2 separate regions of the Zea mays genome follow, and region 1 is linked to region 2. A link is a contact called in public Hi-C data. All regions are on one chromosome and are shown on one strand. Each heading gives the region's core, a stretch centred on a gene start, on an enhancer-like site or on the middle of the called end of the contact. The rest is flanking DNA. Distances are from core to core; before and after follow the strand shown. Region 1 holds the start of LOC100283284 (cysteine protease 1). Region 2 holds the start of LOC100280932.

Region 1 (3,309 bases), core at 383-2,882, 260 kb before region 2:
TGAGAAAGTGTATAAATTGATTCTTACAAAGTTCAGTTTCGTTTGTCAATGAGTTGCTTGGATGTTCATTTTCTGGTGCTTTTGTCTGCAGAACCTGATCTAAGGAGACTATAGAAGGAGGGGAAATGCAGAAATTGGGGAAAATAAAAAGGAAAGCACAGAACCTATCCTCTGGCCGATTTGGGATAAGTGAAAATGGGTAATGGGACTTGGCAAACACCGAATAGAACACAAACCCAACAGGTCAGATGTGTGGAGCTGGTGTGCTGCCCAAAGGGAATGTGGGGCCGTGGGGTGTCGAGGGAATAAGAAGATGGGAAATTGGGGAGACAGCCGAAGCGGAAGAAGGCAGATCCGCCGCAAGCACACAACTTGGGGAAAAAGAAAAGCGAACCTTTTTTCTAATTTGACAACTCGAGGAAGAAGCGGAGCCGATGAAGAAAGCGACGAATTTCTCAGAGCGGATGATGTCGTAAGGACGAAACGATGGAAGATGAAGCAACTTGAAGATGGAAGATGCGGATGGAGCGAGGAGGAGGAGGGACGAGATGGCAAGAGTGAGGAGAGGCGGTCGCAGTCAAAGCGTCCAGAAGTCTCGAGAGGCGAAGGTAACGAGGGAGTGAGGAGAGTCAGTACTAAAGTCTCGAGAGGCGAAGGTGAGCCATTGATTTACAATCAAGTAGCTAGGAGAATTTCTACCGACGTGGATAGCGTCAGTAACACCGTTTTGAAACGGCTTTCATATATCTACTATATAAAGTCTCAACAACATACTTTAAATTTTATCCTATCTTATACTCCATTTCTTTTTCCAGCCATATTAATAAAAAGAAAATTCCAACGTACTATTTTTTCATTAATGTGTAGAAGCAGTATTGGACTGGTTGGGAGTCTGACGGGACCAGCGCATTCACCATAGCTCGTACTGTAGCATGGCAGGAGGCAGCGTATGTCAGCCAATAACCGATCGAGCGTCCAACCGTCATGCGCTACCGTATACAGCAAGCGCCAGAATTGGCGGATCAGCTGCAGACTCTATTTTAGCGGAAGTTGTTGGAGATAAAAACGAGATTGGGAAACTTTAAATTTAAAGTATTTCTTGCTAGAGATAGTAAATGGTACTCTATGTAAATATCGATTACCGATATTATCAGTATGTATTCGAATTTGATCCGTCTAAACGTGTTGATATCTAATTTATATTTGAGTCGGTATTCAATATTCAATTCGTATTTTATTTATATCTATATTTATACACTTAAAGTTAGATATTGAAGATATCAATATCTATGTAAATCTTACCCGTCACAAATCGATAATACTGTATCCCATTTGAATAGGAAAATAAAATAAAAATTAAAAATAAATATGAACCATTAATATCAGTTCGTAGCCCACACAGTCGGGTAAGAATAAAAAAGGTCGCCCTCATCCAATCCAATCCAACCTGTCCACTTCCGCTCCACAACCCCACGACCAATAAAAAACCAACGGAAAATATCGTACAGCTGACTGGTCCAGTAGATTAGATGCGAATGAATTTAAAAAAACAAGGGGATCACGGAATCTGGGCCCACCGCTCCCTCGCCCACTTGTATTAAAAGGAAGGGCCTCCATCTCAACTCTCATCCATCTGCTCTGCTCCGGTCCGTTCCGCTCCTTCCTCCCCCTATCTAGCTAGCCTTCCCGTTCCTGCATCGCGGCGGAGATGGGCGCCTCCACCACGCCGCTCGCGTCGGCGGCGGCGCTGCTTCTGCTGCTGCTCGCGCCGCTCGCCGCGGCGGCGGACAGCATGTCGATCGTCTCCTACGGCGAGCGGAGCGAGGAGGAGGCGCGGCGGATGTACGCCGAGTGGATGGCGGCGCACGGCCGGACCTACAACGCCGTCGGCGAGGAGGAGCGCAGGTTCGAGGTGTTCAGGGACAACCTCCGCTACGTCGACGCCCACAACGCCGCCGCCGACGCGGGCGTCCACTCCTTCCGCCTCGGGCTCAACCGCTTCGCCGACCTCACCAACGACGAGTACCGCGCCACCTACCTCGGCGTCAGGAGCAGGCCGCAGAGGGAGAGGAGGCTCGGTGACAGGTACCTGGCCGGCGACAACGAGGACCTGCCGGAGTCCGTCGACTGGCGGGCCAAGGGCGCCGTCGCGGAGGTCAAGGACCAGGGCAGCTGCGGTGAGCTTCCATATCGATCTCCGCCCTTCCACTTTCTTCTTTTTTTTATCCCTCTCCTGCTTCTGAATCAAGAATAATTCTAGATAGAACATGGGGAAAACTGTCAAGTCTGCTCATCCACAACTTGCGGTAGTTTGTTACTGTTATCCACATGAACAGAGAGAGAGAGAGAGAGAGAGAGAGAGAGAGAGAGAGAGCAGGGGACTAGCTGAAGGTCAACGCTCAGCTTCACGTTCTGCGATTCGTTAGCCGGGCACCAAAACGGGTGGGTGGTTGCGCAGATGCCACGCGTATATAGATTAGCATGCACTTGAATTCGAGACACACTAACAAATAAAACTATTTAAAAATATTCCATTTGGTACTGGTACTGGTACTGGTTCTGTGTCTTGTGCGTGGGCGTGACAAATATTAGTAGAACGATTTTCGCTACGGAAGGTGGAAAAGTGATCCGTGTATTTGATCTTTATTGCCTTGCATGAAGGGGGACACATACTATGTAGGTAGGTTCATCGAACATGGACATCACCTTTAAACCTTGCGAGGCAGTGACCTTCCTGGAAGGAGCAACCAAGAAAGATATTTACACTAGCAGTCGCTGTCTAGCTGACAAGGTGGCTGGGCCAATATGCTCACTTCATTCATGATTCCAGATAGTAGGCTCTTGGAGACGACTTTCATCACGGATTCACGGCTCTTGTGACCGTTTCACGTTTCTATTGGTCCACACCCTATTCACCGGTCACAACCAAAAAATTATTCTCTTAAAAAAAATGCTATGTCCATAAAGTGTCTAGTTTGAGTACTCTAATATTGAAGTGGTTTGGAGGGATTAGAGAGTATTTACATCCGCAATAGATAAAAAAACACTCACAATACATCTTAATCCACTCCGATTTTCTCATTACTATAGTACCTAAACTAGGTCTAAAGTGATAATGATGTTTTCCACTCTATTGCAGGTTAACTTTCACTCTTTGGAGTTTATAACTCTGACTTGTTACTTGTCCGCCTTTTTTAATCGACGTGGATGACTAAACAATAATATTGATAACATATTGGTACTGGAATCTGATATATGTTTATCTTTTCCAGGGAGTTGCTGGGCTTTCTCAACAATAGCGGCTGTGGA
Region 2 (3,319 bases), core at 757-3,256:
GGTGACTGAGTGGAGCGACGACGGCTCCGTACGGAAGCACGTACTCCTCGTCCCAGATCATTCCAAGAAACATCGCCGGGCCCAGACGCCATTATTCCGTCCTCCAACACACGTAGCCAGAGGTACGCACCACGTTAGGGTCAATCCGCCACGCATTCTGTCCTGGGAACTAGTGAACGAAACGTTTAGGGTCAGCAGGGCAACGGTGAGGCGACAGGTGTGCACATGGGTTGGTGACGAGCAGGGAGGAGAGCGAGCGGGTGGGGTGGGGGTGCGTTGTGATTGTGACAACCAGATGCTCGTATCGTATCCACGCCAATTTGGTTCTTGACATTATTGTCTTCACCTTTCTTTCTAGATTGTAAATTGTCGCTGTTCGTAAACCCATCCAATGCTGACGCAATTAACCAGTGTGCCCAACAGGTAAGCTTCTTCACGGGATCGCTTCCGTGGCTCCGTCCACAGCTAGGCCTGTGTACATCAATTCACCTTTTATATTCTACGTGGCAGAAACCTACCTAGGTTCAGCGCAAAATTTCTGTAGCTCAGATTCTAATGTACACGTACGTCCCCACCCCTCTTTCCTACTAATCTCTTTTTCCTCTCGCCATTTCTCTACCACAACCATTACCTTTCCTTCTTTGTCTCGTTGTTATACAGTAGGGTCCCTAACCAAGAAGGTATGGACAAGCTGTTAGAGCTCCTTAGAGTAACTCTAATAGTTCTCTAAACAACTCTCTAAATCGTCTTAAATTTAATAATTAAACAGAAAAAATGGTTCTCTAAATAGACTTGCTAATTAGTTAGTTGCTGTCAACTCTATATAATCTCTATATTTGGCAACTCGATAGGAGCTCCTTAAATGCACCTGACGTCAATTTCTTCACACTGGCATGATTATTTTTTCCATTTTCCACACAGTGAGGTAGCAAGGTATAGCAAGCTCGTTTTCCACTTTCTAGCACAGTGATATAGCTAGGTCAAACACGTTTGGCATAAGTTTCTCCTTTACCGTTGGACCTTACTGTCCCATAGGTTGTGTCAGCGGACCATCACTCCTCCATATGTCATGTCGACCGGCCTTTTTCTCTTCTGCCCTCGACATCCTCTGCTTCCAACCCTACCGTCAGCCTGATCTGATAGGTGCAGGGCTGCCAAAGCTAGATTGAAAATCGAATTACTCCCTAAATATGAGCAGCTATCGGAGACTATGTTACTTTTACTTTGGATAGCTATTTTGTAACTTGCTAAACATGATTTTATCAAGCTCTTTTTTTATAGAACTATTGGAGTTGCTTTGTGGTAGTAATTTAACAAACTACCAGATCGTTTTATTACTGATATGAAGGAAGACAAGATAAAAGACTATAAGTTAGCTATGAAAAAAGATTGATAAAGCAACTTATAAATTAGAATATAAAGAATCGGTGCACGAGGTAGGAGAGGAAGATGAGGAGGAGGACTAGTAGTTTATAGTTATATTAACGAATTGTGTATTTTTTTTTGGTTTAAGCCATGTACTTTTAAATTTTAAATGGATTATGTAATTTTATTTGCTTAATTATGTAATCAAATGTATTTTTATTTAAATAAAATAATATGTTTATGTCAACTATAAGTACGTAAAAGAAAAGTTAACGTGGTGTTGAGATGATTGTAAGATGAGATTGAAGACTGTGCGTTAGATAACTACGATATATAAGAGGTGACGAAGGTTATATGACTATGGTAGATAATTAGGGTCGATATAAGAGAATAATACAACATAGCCGGAGATACGTACCCGCAGTTTGGAACCAGTCATATATAGTTAGCCCGTTGGCAGTGGATGGGCACCGGATGCAAGTTAGCCGGTGGACCTAACAATTTGTGTGCCGGCGGTGAGAGCTCCCTTCCAAACAGCACAGCACAGTACAGGGGGTGTCGTCGACGCCTTCCGCCCAACTCATCCCCCCTTCGACCCACAAAATCCCAATACAAATACTCGCCCAGCAAACAGAGAGACAGGGAAGGGAAGCCAAGAAAACCACGCCACCGCCAAAAGCAGCTGCAGATACCACTGCTGCTGCGCCTGCCTGCACAGCCCCCAGCAGGAGAGAGAGAGAGAGAGAAAGAGGGGGAGGCGGCAGCGGCAGCCAGCAAAGGCGGCGGCTTGCGGCTTGAGCTGTTGATGATGCAGGGCGAGTACCGGTCTTCCATCGAGGAGTCGGCTGCGGCCGCTGTTGCCGCAGCCGCAGCCATGGCTCCTCTGGCGGCCGCGGCGGTGAAGATGGAGGCGGAGCAGGCGGCGATGGCGGCGCCGCAGCTGGGGGCGGCGCACCAGCAGACGCAGCCGCGGCGGCAGTACCGCGGCGTGCGCATGCGCAAGTGGGGCAAGTGGGTGGCGGAGATCCGGGAGCCGCACAAGCGCACGCGCATCTGGCTGGGGTCCTACGCCACGGCCGTGGCGGCGGCGCGCGCCTACGACACGGCCGTGTTCTACCTGCGCGGGCGGTCGGCGCGGCTCAACTTCCCCGAGGAGATCCCCTCGTTCGGGCTGGCGGATGGCGTGGACGTGGGGGAGCACGCGCGCGACCCGGCCGCCGCCGCCGCCGGCGGCGGCGGCGGCTGCACGCTGTCCGCGGCGTCCATACGGAAGAAGGCCATCGAGGTGGGGTCCCGCGTGGACGCGCTCCAGACCGGCATGGTGGTCCCGCCGCCGCACCACCGCGAGCGCCATAGGCACCACAACCACCTGCCGCAGCTGCGGGTGCACGCGGAGGAGCAGCAGGAGGAAGAGGAGCAGAAGCCGCAGCGGCCTGCGTGGAGCGGGCGCGTCAAGAACCCGGATCTGAACCGTGCGCCGAGCCCCGAGAGCTCCGACGCCGAGTGACAAGCGAGCGAGAGAGCTGAGCAGCAGGCACCGCAAGGCGAGGTTCAACGACGACGTCCGTTATCGGTTATTCCCAATCCCACGACGCAGCATGCCGTTGTCGTCTCCGTCCGACCGTCCCCACGTACGTACGTACGTACACGACGATCCAGCTGACCCGGCCGCCTGCCTATCCTATCCTATCCGTCCTCGACGACCGGATGGTCGGCGGGCGGGAGGGCGGTGCGGCGAGGGTTTTGGCCTTTTGGGTACGTTGTGGATAAGCACGAAGGCAGCAGGCCAGCAGCAGCAGGGGCGGCGTGGCGGGCGGGCAGGCAGGGGCAGGGCAGGCGGAGACGGAGGGAGGCGGCCACAAGCGGCGGTCTTTCCAAAATGTCAAAAAGGACAGCTGTAACAGCGATAAGAAAAACAAGTCATCATCACCCTCTCTCACTACTAGTTCTACTA

What was found. A called contact is a pair of places that touch in the nucleus more often than the background predicts.
Region 1: a Hi-C map of tassel shows a contact between it and region 2, with 2.2 times the contacts expected there. The contact joins the promoter of LOC100283284 here to the promoter of LOC100280932 in region 2. A contact is called at or near these places in 3 of 25 Hi-C or Micro-C datasets (bundle sheath, leaf and tassel).

Annotation. Positions count from the first base shown.
Region 1 is chr10:147,699,622-147,702,930 of Zm-B73-REFERENCE-NAM-5.0, reverse strand. It overlaps LOC100283284 (cysteine protease 1), which reads left to right and starts at 1,632. Exons shown (of 5, transcript NM_001156186.2): 1 at 1,632-2,177; 2 at 3,273-3,309. The coding sequence starts at 1,709.
Region 2 is chr10:147,438,781-147,442,099 of Zm-B73-REFERENCE-NAM-5.0, reverse strand. It overlaps LOC100280932, which reads left to right and starts at 2,006. Exons shown (of 1, transcript NM_001153852.3): 1 at 2,006-3,304. The coding sequence starts at 2,171. The coding sequence ends at 2,872.